2 separate regions of the Canis lupus genome follow, and region 1 is linked to region 2. The links are chromatin contacts, called in public Hi-C maps. All regions are on one chromosome and are shown on one strand. Each heading gives the region's core, a stretch centred on a gene start, on an enhancer-like site or on the middle of the called end of the contact. The rest is flanking DNA. Distances are from core to core; before and after follow the strand shown. Region 1 has its middle 6.6 kb from the start of SH3BP2. Region 2 overlaps ADD1 (alpha-adducin).

The links. A called contact is a pair of places that touch in the nucleus more often than the background predicts.
Region 1: a contact with region 2 is called in a Hi-C map of skin fibroblasts, with 2.3 times the contacts expected there. The contact joins two enhancer-like sites. A contact is called at or near these places in 5 of 9 Hi-C or Micro-C datasets (amygdala, blood, liver and 1 more).

Annotation. Positions count from the first base shown.
Region 1 is chr3:62,023,984-62,030,647 of UU_Cfam_GSD_1.0, reverse strand. No RefSeq gene overlaps it. Among named protein-coding and RNA genes, the nearest start is that of SH3BP2, 6.6 kb to the right of the region's middle. Within about 2 kb of position 4,232, at least 5 of the 20 cell types and tissues checked have an H3K27ac peak or open chromatin away from gene starts, as enhancers often do.
Region 2 is chr3:61,910,651-61,916,713 of UU_Cfam_GSD_1.0, reverse strand. ADD1 (alpha-adducin) reads left to right here. Exons shown (of 15, transcript XM_038533206.1): 5 at 3,770-3,850; 6 at 4,075-4,224. Among named protein-coding and RNA genes, the nearest start is that of MFSD10, 30 kb to the right of the region's middle. Within about 2 kb of position 4,798, at least 2 of the 20 cell types and tissues checked have an H3K27ac peak or open chromatin away from gene starts, as enhancers often do.

The DNA of each region.
Region 1 (6,664 bases), core at 2,983-5,482, 110 kb before region 2:
TACCTGTGACATGGAAGATCAAGATGAAACAGAAGATGGCCCCTAGAAAGAAACAGGTACTGGGCTGGAAGATGACTTAGAAAAACCGTCGTTAAAGTCCTCAGGAAGAAACAATCATAGTCGTGAAACAAGAACAAGATTGAAAGGATCTGCTGAGGGCAGCCCTGGTGGCGCAGCAGTTTAGCACCGCCTGCAGCCTAGGGTATGATCCAGGAGACCCTGGATCAAGTCCCACGTCGGGCTCTCTGCATGGAGCCTGCTTCTCCCTCTGCCTGTGTCTCTGCCTCTCTCTCTCTCTGTGTCTCTATGAATAAATAAATAATCTTAAGAAAGAAAAAGAAAGAAAGAAAGAAAGAAAGAAAGAAAGAAAGAAAGAAAGAAAGAAAGAAAGAAAGAAAGAAGAAAGAAAGGGTCTACTGAGCGCTCAAACCCAAGCATGAGAATGGATGCACATAGAAGGCTCACCAAAGGGGAATTTGAAGTATCAGAGACAAAGAGATCTTCCAAGCATCCAGACAAAAAATAGATACTGTTCAAACAACAGGGTTCAAAATGGCTTTGGACTTCTCAACAGCAAAACTTGGAGCTAGAAGACAATGGATAAAAGTTCTCAAAATTCTGAAATTAAATGCCTTCTCAGCTAGAATTCTGTAGTCAACCAAACTATTAAACAAGAGAGAGGAAAGAAGAAAGATATTTTCTATTAACCTTAAAAATAAAAGTTCTCTTACCAGCAGAAATGTGTTTTTTGGGGGGAGGGAGACAAGCAAACTATGGCACAACTGTAGGCAAGTCCAACAAACAAAGGAGGGGAGCATTAGTTTTTGGAGGAGGAGGATGTAGGGAAGGGCTATTTCCAACAAAAGTCCACCAAGTGGGCAGCCCGGGTGGCTCAGCGGTTTAGTGCCGCCTTTGGCCTAGTGCGTGATCCTGGACGCCCGGGATCGAGTCCCACGTCGGGCTCCCTGCATGGAGCCTGCTTCTCCCTCTGCCTGTGTCTCTGCCTCTCTCTCTCTTTCTCTCTCTCTGTGTCTCTCACAAAAAAATAAATAAAATCTTAAAAAAAAAAAAAAAGTCCACCAAGTGCTGAGGGTTTCTCATTGGCTGAGTTGCTAGACAGTTGGTTTGTAGGAGATACAGTGTCCACTTTCCTGGCTGGGGTCTGTAATCGATGACTCTGGGCTGTCCAGGGTGCTTCTGTTAGAGCTCTGTAATGGACAATTCCTCCTACACTGGACACTGAGTGTTCTAGCTCCCCCGCCAACCTCCCCTTCTAGCATCCTGCGTCCACAGCAGTGAGCTCTTTTTGTTAATTTTCACATTTCAGAAAGATAAGGTCTCAAAAAGTTTCTGTCCCAGCACCCTTTCCCTGGAAGCTGCTGGAAGGTGTGCTCCAGCAGACACAGAAGGAAGTCAAAAAAGAGGGATCAGGGGATCCTCAGCAGAGAGGACGAATTCAGGGAATGTACTGGGGCAGGCAGATCTGGGGTGATGTTGATTCAGGCTCAGAAAGCAGAGTCTACTTAGAGTTGAGTGAATACCTGATATGCCAGGATATCTTGAGGGAGATTTGGATATTTGGCAGAATTTCGTGTTCAATTAGTTATGAAAGATTAAACAACATAAAAAAAAAAAGATGACATGAAGTTGAGAGAAACAAGAAGTAGAGCAAGAAAGGAAAGTTATTGGGACACATTATGTGGCTTAGATGTGGTTTATGTGCTAGCATGATGATGCCAGCCATGACTGTCGATCTGAACAAAATGATGGTGCAATGATATCAGAGTCAGGAAGTGGCAATAAAAGTGTGTTACTTGGGAATATGGAAGTGAAACTAAAAGAATGAGGTAAAAGTTGCCATGGAAAATGAGGGGTAGGGGACGGCTGTGTTCTGTAAGTAGCCCTTGTAAAATCTATGTAACTCTCTAAATCACATGCACATGTAACTCCAGTAACGAGTTGAAACTAAATTTAAAACATACATTCAAATGAGCTGCGTGCCCAATTTCATCTTGTTGGTAAACTGGCAGGATGTAAACGTGTGCCTCAAGACCAGCTCATTCGTGCAACCCTAGAAAGAATGACTATAGATTCTCCTTATAATAAGTAAATACATGAAGGTGTAACAACAAAATGCTGCTTTTACCTGCTCTTATATATTGGGGTGCCAAGGAAGAGTTTGATGCCAGTAAGTAAAAAAATGCCTTCTCATGGTTCTCGTTTGTATTTATTCCTTGCTGGTGAGGTGGAATGTGTTTAAAGCTGTCTCAGTGGTAACACACAGTTCCCATTTTCAGCTAAAGGGAGAAACTTGTAAATAGCTCATAAAATTGCTTTTTATATTCATCCCTTGTTGATGCATGCATTTTGCACGTATTCCTCCCCAGCTTGTGGTTTTCCTTTCAATTTTATTTATGGCATTTCTGATGTTCAGCTTTTTGGGGTCACTCTGATGTTGCCGTATCTGCTGGTTCTTTCCTTTATCCCCCAAAGCTGGTCCTTCTGCCTTTCGTGTTGTGCCTGGAGAGCCTGCCTCATCCAGAGTGTATAAGCACCCCCATTCTCTTTTAATACATCTTTTTTTTTTTTAAGATTTTATTTACTTATTCATGAGAGGCAGAGAGAGAGAGGCAAAGACATAGACAGAGGGAGAAGCAGGCTCCCTGCAGGGAGCCCGATGTGGGGACTCGATCCCAGGACCCCAGGATCACACCCTGAGTCAAAGGCATATGCTCAACCCCTGAGCCACCCAGGTGCCCCTCATATCTATCTTTCTTTCTTTCTTTCTTTCTTTCTTTCTTTCTTTCTTTCTTTCTTTCTTTCTTTCTTTCTTTCTTTCTTTCTTCTTTCTTTCTCTCTTTCTTTCATTCTTTCTTTCTTCTTTTTCTTTCTTTTTCTCTCTCACATGTTAAGCCTTTGATCTGGGTGGAACTTATTTTGGCTTAAGATGGAAGGTAGGATCTCTTTCTTTCTCTAATGGTTAGCCAGGCATTCTAACACTATCTGTGAATGAGTTGAGATAAACACCACCCTTAACTTTTTGCAATATGAAACAGAAAAAACCCCAGCAACCTTGTATCTCTGTGCGGTTCTGTGGGAGCAGGCACACAGGTTCTGCCGCCAGACTTCCTGAGAGCACCGGGTTTTGTATCTGATAATGGGGCTCGGTGCCATCTGCAGTGGCTGCAGGATGAGTTGGAATAAGGGATATGAGCAGGGGCTCCAGGAAGGCCTTGGTGCCCCCCTGACAGGGCCTGGTTCGGTTATGCCTCCAGTGACCCTACTCCTCACTCCCCTCCTGGCCCTCCTAGCATGCTAACCTGGCTTCCCTGTGAGATAGTAGCCTTGCGGTTCTTGGAGTCCCTGGATTCTCCCCTTTGCCCCACCACCCCTCTCACAGCCAGTTCCACCTGGACACTGCTCAGAAGACCACTGTGGATGGTCCATGTTCATCTTCTCCCAGTCCCACTACTGTGCAAGGCCAGCCGAAAGGCAGTTTGGGCAGGGGGCTCAGAAGCCGTGCACCCTGGGCCTGAGCCATTCTAAGCTGCTGTGATGGGCACTGGCTGGCGCTAAGCCTGGGGCCCAGGGCACTCTGCCTCAGCCTGGGGGTGGGGGATGGGAACACAGGTGGGCACCGTGACATCAGTTTGGCTGATTGGTCAGGGGGTGGTGTACCCAGGCCAGCATCTGGGAGCCTTAGAACTGCCCACCAATGTTGGGGGTGCCCCTGAGAGTGGGAGTTGAGGCCAGAGTCCACTCTTGAGAGTGGATGACTGGAAAGGTGAAAGGAGTGATCCTCCATCCTCACCTTGGGGCAGGGGGCTGTAGGCTCTCCCAGAACCTGCGAGGGGCCCAGCTGGGCAGGAAGCTCTGGGAGCCTGGCTGGGCAACTCTCCCCTTCATTCTTGCTGAGTCAGGGCCTGGAGGGCAGCCCTTGGAGCCTGCCCAGGCTCACCTTTATTCCTCCCACCTCTGGTGGAGGAGAAAGGCTTCACTATCCCACTTCATCCCATTGTCCACTGCTGGCAGAGGAGGACTGGATGTCCCCTCACCCTGGATGGGCTGATAGGTGGGGCCTGCCAGGGGTTCCAGGAGGCTTCCCGCCCTGAGGGCCACAGCTTCCCCTTCCCAAGCCCCATGGGCTTCCCCTGCCAGAGCCCAGGGCCTTCCAGGAGGTCACGTGGATGGCAGGGTGTAGGAGCTTCAGAGGAGGGGTTGAAGAGGTGGAGAGAGAAGGCTCCATGTGTACAGACACCCACCTCCTCCACACTACGAAGGCCGGAAGTGGGACGAGAATAGAATGGGCCACTTTCAAGTTCCAAATTGGGCTCCGGGGGCTGAAAGCAGGCGTGGTTGGATACAAAAATAGAAACAAGAGTCTGTGCGTGGGCCCTACCTCCTCTACCGGTGGGGTTGGTGTCTTAAAATAGAATGTCTTAATGGGGCCAGCCTGACACTGTTATTCTCTGTGGAAAATTCACCCAAACAAACCCCTGGGAGGGCAAACAGCAGCCAATCTGGCCTTGGGGGACACTGTTGGTGGCTGCTGGCAGGGTGCAGCCCACTTGGGGAGGGCAGGTAGATGGGCAGGGAAGGCCCACAGCCCACAGCACTCCATTTTCCAGGAGAGCCCTCCAGGCTACCAGGGCCACTCGGTTCTGTCATCCCCAGAAAGGCTTCTCTGACTCTATCAACCTACACCCTGTCTCATATGGCCATGCCAGGGCCCGGGGGGCAGCAGAGCACCATCCAGGCACTCATCCTGGTGGCCCACCCAGAGGCCCACAGACAGTGCCACCTGCTGAGGGCAGCCTCTGAGCATGGCCCTGTTCTGGATGATTCTGGGGATACAGACCTGGCCAACAAGACCTCCCCCCAGGGTCCCTGCCTGGAGGGAGTGCGAGCCAGGAAGTCCAGCGAGCTCTATGCAATGGGGCAGGTGGGGGCTGAGATGTGGGTGGGTATCTGGACAGGAACTCTAGTGACTGGGACAGGGATACTGAGCTGGGTCCTCAGGACGGATGCAGGAGGGTGAGGAGGCAGTGGGGAAACCAGCTTGGGAGCTCTGGTTTGGAGTCTCAATGAGACTCCCCATCTCTTCCCAGCACACAGGCATCCTGTAAACCTCTGCTGCCTATATTGCCATCCTCCAGCCCTGGTTCCCACTCTACTGCTGTCCCCCTGTTTCCAGCAAAGGAAAAGACATCCCCACCTCCACCCAGGGCAAAGCAGTGTGAGGGAGCACTGGAGGCCCTGCCGGAGGTTCAGAAATGGCCTGGAGCCAAAGGCAGACAGCTCCTGCCCAGCCTGTCCCCTTGTCAGGCACATACTGTGAATGACCCCTGGAAGAGCCCAGCAATCAACACACCCTCCCAGCATCACTGCCTCTTCCTCACCTGCTGGGCCATGTGGCCAGGGGCCTGCCCAGGGTGGCTCCAAATGCTCTCACCTGGGGGATAGGAGAATGGGGTGGACACTGGTTCCCCATGTTCCCGCCTAGGAGCTAAATTGCCAGAGGGTACAGTGCTACAGCCATCAGCCTTGGCCTGGCCCAGGAGTAAGCCTGCCAGGGTGTCAGCCACAGCCCACAGCCAGCCTGGTGAGGCGGTACCTGGCATGACAATAGGGCCGCTCCTGGGGCTGGGCTGGGAGAGGAGGCTGATGCTTCCAGGGTCCTCTGGATATGGGCACCCAGGTGAGCAGCTGCGTAAACTTGCCCTTTCCTGCTGTCCCTTGAGGCCTTCGTCTGCTCATCCATCAACCACTTATTGAGCATCTACTCTGTAACAGAGGGCACTGAAGCCCTGGGGAAGGAGGATGCCTGGTCCCAGCCTTGTAAGATGATACTCCAGGTGAGGTCCAACCAGAATCAATAAAAATACATAGGGGTTTAGGGGAAGGGGAAGAAAAAAAAAAATATATATATATATATACACACATAAGGGTTCAGAGAAGGATGGGCAGGGAGAGAGCATAATGGTGGGCAGCTTTAAAAAGAGAAATGAGAAATGAGGAGAGCACTATCTAAGAATGTGGAGCTAAAACAGAGACTGAGGGAAGTGAGGAGGTGAGCCATACAGAAATCTGGGGTCAGAATCATCTAAGAAGGAACAGCAAGTGCAAAGGCCCTGGGGTGGGAATGTGCCTGGTGTGTGGGAGACCCAACCTTCTTTACTGGGCTCTTTCCCCAGCAGCCAGAAGGCGAGTGTGGCTCCTGGAGGTGGGCACTTGCAGGGAGAGGTGCTCGGAGAGAACAGAAGGGTTGTACAGGTCCATGCCCACAGTGAGAAGTCAGGCATTTGCCCTGGGAAGCTCCAGAGTAGAGAGGGATCATGATCTAACTGGCATTGTGACTGAATCCCTCTGACATCGGATATTGCAAAGCAAGGACAGGAACAGGAGACCAGATGAGTGAGGATGGTATGGTAGGGTCTGAGAGGGGGCAGGATTCTAGGCAGACAGGGTAAGCACAGGCTGGAGATGGGGAGGGCAGAGGACATGAAGGGCTTGCTTTTGGATGTGTTAAACCTGAGATGCTTGGCGATATCCAGGCAGAGATGGTGAGTGGGCCTTGGATCATGAGCCTGGCAAGTCTGTGCCAAGCCTGGTGGTCAGCACAGAGGCTGGCACTGGTGACATGACTTTAGGAAGGGTCAGGATT
Region 2 (6,063 bases), core at 3,549-6,048:
TGTTAAAGTTTGCTTTTCGGCACGCAAACCTGGCCCTGACATATCTACACTGTTAGGTCTGTTGGAAGTTACCTCCACCCCAGCAGACCTACTTCATATCCTCCAAAGCAGTCACTGTCATCCATACTTTGCATCTGCTTATTTCCCATCCATCTCCACTCACAGGAGTATTGACTCTGTTGGTTTCTGTCATGTCCCCAAGACTAGGAGCTGTGCTGGGTGTATAATAGGCACACAACAAACCAAAATCTGGCCTCTAAGAATATCAAATGAGAACTCCATGGTGCCATTTGATACTTGGTTAAGGGGTCCACTTAGCCTACCAGAGTGCCATTTCTGATCTGGTGCCTGCGTGAAGACTGCTGGCATCTCTTACTGATTGTACTTGACAGAGTGCTCTATGTTCAGACTTAATGCCCCATGGTTGGCTAAAAATTAGTTCCATGAAAATGTTACATGTCTAATCAGCAATGTAATTCTTGGCTTTACTAACAGCTTCACATTCTTGGGGAGTTTAAGATGCTGTTGAAATAAGTTTAAATTGCTGAAATGGCTATTCCCACACATTGCCCCCGTTAGTTAAGATTTGGCAGAATTAAAACATTAGTCAGATGTTCCTTCTTCTGTAGATGATCTGTGTGACCTTTAATACTGAGTAAAAAAGATATTTAAGTACAAAAGTATTTCCTGTATCTTGTGAACTGGAGAATCTTTGAGGGAGAAATTTTTTTTGAACTATTTATGGCATTCATTTTTTGTTTTACAATCTAAGTGTTACTATATAAACTCTTACCAGAAAAGAAACACTAACAGTGTTTGTCCATGCAACTAAAATGTGCTCATAGCTCATCGTGCCCTTTCTTTGAAAGAGGGCCATGAGGATTTTCTGCTGAAGGAAGTTAAGGGTGTTAGTAGGTGTTAGAGGATTGGAGATGATTGTCTGAATTGGATTTCTGTCTCTATGATGGCGTCCGGTTTTGAGAAGCTTTGGGGTGTGTCAGAAGCCAGGGTGGCCCGGTTAGCACATGAGCTGGACTTTTCCTCATGATGGCACTTAGTGGATGCTGAGACCTTTCTATCTCTGAATGCCTCGTGGCAGTAGTGGAGCCTAGGTTCAGTCCCTGTGTGGACTCAGGGAGTGCTAAACCTCTGAGGAGGAGGTGTGGAGCCCACCTTTGTGAAGCACTGTGCTTCTGGGACGTGGTATGGATATTTGCCAGAGATGCCGTGTTTGGCGTGTTTGGTTTTCAGGGAATGACCTTAAAATCTGCGACATGAGTGCTCAGTCCTTGTGGACAGGCAAGGGGCGTCTGGTGTGTAGGAAGACATGCATTGAGGGTAGCACCAGCCTGTTGGAAACTCACTTGCAGAGATCCTTTGCTCTTGTTTCACTTCATACCTATATTTAGTACCTTTACCTTTATTTTTTAAATATTTATTTATTTTAGAGAGAGAGTATGCATGTGGAGGGAGGGGAGAGGCAGGGAAAGGCAGAAGAGGAAGAGAGAGAAAATTAAGCAGGCTGCACACTCTGCACAGAGCCTGATGTGGGTCTGTTCTCACAGGCCTGAGATCATGACCTGAGCAGAAATCACGAGTCAGATGCTTAACCAAATGAGCTATGCAGGTGCCTCAGCACTTTTTCCTTTTTTTTGCTTCAGACTCAGAAAATTATAGATTTTAAGCTTTTTCCATTAGAATATGTAGATTTGCTAGGCTCTTTTTTTTTTTTTTAAGATTTATTTGAGAGAGAGCGAGTGTGAGCTGGGGCAAAGGGAGAGGGAGAAGCAGACTCCATGCTGAGCAGGGAGCCCAATGTGGGGCTGCATCCCGGGACCCTGGGATTGTGACCTGAGTTGAAGGCAGATGCTTCACTGTTTGAGCCTCCCAGGTGCCTGTTAGTTTTGTTTTAGATAGTTAAAAAGATGCATGCTTTTTATTTTTTTGTTTTTTTTTTATTTTTTTATTTTTTTATGATAGTCACAGAGAGAGAGAGAGAGGCAGAGACACAGGCAGAGGGAGAAGCAGGCTCCATGCACTGGGAGCCCGACGTGGGATTCGATCCCGGGTCTCCAGGATCACGCTCTGGGCCAAAGGCAGGCGCCAAACCGCTGTGCCACCCAGGGATCCCATGCTTTTTAAAATACAAGAACAAACTTTAGAAATAAGCCTGACTAACTCACTGTTAATGGGAAAATATTTTCAGAAAGGGTAGAAACCACATGTGCATTTTTGAAACAAACTAAGAGCAGAGAATGGGGTTAAGTGAATGGATATCATGGAGGTGAATATATCATGGAGGTGAATTTAGAACAGGCTCATTCGTGATTTACTGCTGCTGCTCCTACTATCACTAATAATAGTCCTCCTGGGGAGATGCCATTTTCTCTTTATGGTGAGTGTGAGCTCTTATCATCCCCTCCTTACCCTGGGGGAAGGAGACCAGGAAGCCAGGGTCCCCAAAGCAGCATAGCCCCCTACTTGGCAGAGCTAGGATTTCACTAAGGTCTTACATGATTGTGGATCTGCGTCGTACTATGCCAAGCAAATCACATGGGTTTAGACGAAGGTGACATGAGAAGGTAGGATCATTTCAGGTATCTGAGAACTAAATTGTAGAAGTGGTGGATTGAGTTTGTTCTGTGTTGCATACTAGAAAGAATGATGAAAAACTCAGGAAGACAGATTTCTGCTCAGTGTGAGAGAGAATGTTTGATGACCAGGTCTCTAGCTTTATTTCCGTCTGTACCCCAGCCCCTGTGTTGGAGCTGGTGGTTCAGTGACTCTTTGCTGAATGAGGAAATGCGGAGGCAGAGAGGACGTGGTGAGCGTCCCATCACCACCCCTGCCCAGCAGACCCCATATGTGCTTCTGTTTGGGTCATTACAGAAGTCACTACACCAGTTGGGAAGTTGGGCCAAACACTGTAAGTCCTTTTCCACGAACACTTCACTCTACCTGCCCTACCCCCATTGGGGTTCTTTGCCCAAGCAGTGAACACCTGCTAATATAATGTCTCCCAAAATCATCATAAAAACTACACTTCAGGGTGCCTGGGTAACTTGGTTGAGCAGCTGCCTTCAGCTCAGGTTATGATGCCAAGGTCCTGGGATCCAGTCCTGAGTCGGGCTCCCTGCTGAGCCGGGAGCCTGCTTCTCCCTCTCCCCCTGCCCCTCCCCTTGCTTGTGTTCCCTCGCTCTCTCGCTCTTTCTCTTTCTGTCAAGTAAATAAAATAAAAAAACTAAACTGATTTTTGGAGGGCAGGACTCTTTTGTTCTATTGTGTTACTGGCATCTAGCACTTAGTACCTGCATCTAGCAGGTACATAGTATGTGCCACGTCTGTACTGAATGAATTGTGGACAGGAAGTGATTGAGGAAGGAGCCAACTGGTTGTGAGCACAATGATGTGGTGTGGTAGAGACTTTTTGAAATCAACCAGGCAATAAGGAGGGACTCCCTGTTTGTCGTTGTGATCGTTCACTATCCTGCAGGTTTTGGTTTCATGTGATACTGTGTTGGTAGCCACCAAGTATTTTATTTATAAAGTCTGTTGTCATGAATGTGACCAGTGTGCACTTTCTGTACCTGAGAAGTTACTACCTGCAATGGTAGAAAGTTTCCAGTACCTCTGGATTCTGTGACAGGCACTGTTACTTACGTGCTTTCCTCTGTAGTTCACTGAATGTGCACAGTAGAGTTTGTGGATGGAAAGAGATGCAAATAATTTCAATTGGATTTTTTAGCTGAGTCAGTAATTTTTCTTACAGACCAGAGTGAGCTCCGAGCAGGAACATTTCCTCATTGTTCCCTTTGGACTTCTCTATAGTGAAGTGACTGCATCCAGTTTGGTAAGAATATCCTTTTCCTCTTGGGCATCATGTGTGTTTAGGCCATAGTCGATAATTAAACACCTTTCAATCCCAGAATGAAAAATAAGTTTATGTTTTGTGTGATAAATTCAGAAAAAAGCTTTAGAATTTGTTATAAACACTTAAAACTTTGGTTTAAATAATTTCTTAGAAAGGTAATTTGAAATCCTCGACATTTAAATTTTTTATTTGCGTATTTTCAGGTTAAAATCAATTTACAAGGAGATGTAGTAGATCGTGGAAGTACTAACCTAGGAGTAAATCAAGCTGGCTTCGTGTTACACTCTGCCATTTATGCTGCGCGACCAGATGTGAAGTGTGTTGTGCATATTCATATACCAGCAGGAGCTGCGGTGAGTGTGCTGCTCTGGTAGCAACTCCGATTTTAAAATTATTTAGTGGAAGGCACTTCACATTTCCTTATAATTGTGCTCTCTTGAGGCAATATGTCAATAAGCCAATTTTGTTGGAGTAAAGTATTTTTTTTTTTAACTAAGTTTGACTTTCTTAAAAGAATTTTTTTGGGGACGCCTGGGTAGCTCAGTGGTTGAGCATCTGCCTTCGGATGAGGGCATGATCCTGGGGTCCCGGGATCAAATCCCACATCAGGTTCCCTGCGGGAAGCCTGCTTCTCCCTCTACCTAGGTCTTTGCCTCTCTGTGTCTTTCATGAATAAATAACATCTTAAAAATTTTTTTCTTTTCTTTTAAGGGGTCCATACGCTATCTAGTTTTTGGAAAACCTGTGTGAGTCTGAAAGTGTCCACTAGACTTAATAGAAAATCAGCATGCTGAGGGTGAGGTCAGACTTCAGGGTATAGAAGACTGCTGGGATCTGCAGAGAGACTGCACAGACACCTCGTCTGGGAAGAGGGTAGGACAGGAGGAAGAGAGGGGCTCAGGCAGACTGCGGGGTGAGGGTGCTGTGGGCTCAGGGAAGGCCTGGGGGATGCAGGAAACCTAAGCCTGCTGATGGACTGTGGGGAAGAGCCAGGTATGGGAGGGAGAGATTGAGGCGTAGAGGCCCTTAGATGTCTGCATAGAGCCAGCAGACGCCCAGGCTGGGTCAAGATAGGAAGGAAGGGGCTGTTGCAAGGAGAAGGCACAACCCTTATACATAGCTGTTAGGAGATCTGGCCTCCAAGCCTGGAGCCCAGAGCCTGCCTCAGCCTGGTCACAAAGCCCAGGCCCTTCTGGTGCCAGCAGCCCACACCTCCCAGCATGAAAACGCGATTCCGGTTGTTGGTACAGTCATGTGACAGGGAACCATGACGACTATACCACACATGACCTTGTGGATTCAGTAATGGTGAATTTTAATCTATCTTGATGTTTTAATGTCATATATATTGGGTTATTTTAATGAATGTTAGATCTATCTGGCTTTTTTTTTTTTAATTTTGAACATGTGGTTCTAAATGTCCACATGAGTTTTATTTTATTAGCTCCATCATTTTCTGAATTTTTTTTCTAAAAAAAAAAAAGCATGTTCTTTCAACCACAAAAAAAGTCCATGCATTTTAACGAACCAGTAGAGGTACCTTTGAGAATATGGTTGCAAACAGCTTACCATGTAATTTGTTTTAAAACATACCAAATCACTTCACTTGGAAAGTTCTTTTCCCAGGAGGGCTGATGCCATGAAAGGGATTAAATGTGGCGTCTTTTTTGAGTCTTTTAGTTGCACCTTTGTGTGCAGTTGTTCCCCTGTGAGTGCTGTTGAAATCTTTGGAGCCTGTTAGTCTAGGTAGAAAACCTTCAAAATTAACATGTTTTAAGTTCAGTTTGGGAAAGTTAAGGAAACTTAAGGGTTATATGAACACTTAGATTGTTTTACTTCAGTAGAGGAAGCATGATTATTGTAAACTTCAGAAATTGGCGTTTATCTACATTTCAGGTTTCAATTTCACCTGCATCCTTAGAGGAAAAGTGCATCAGAACCTTACAGCATTTCTAAAACCTCTCTTTGCAGGGTCATGACTCACTCAAAGGGAACTGTAGGGCCTGGCTTGTCTTGGCGTGAAGCCTGAGCTCATACAGGGTCATGATCAGTGTGGGAGAAGTCCAGAAAGCTGTGGAGTTTCTTCTGAGGCTCTCCCAGGGTAGCAAGCAATGCCTTTGACTTTTAAGTGTTAGTTAGCCCCCCAAGTAAGGTTCATCCTAAGTTTATAGTTTTATTTATTTCTGAGAAGA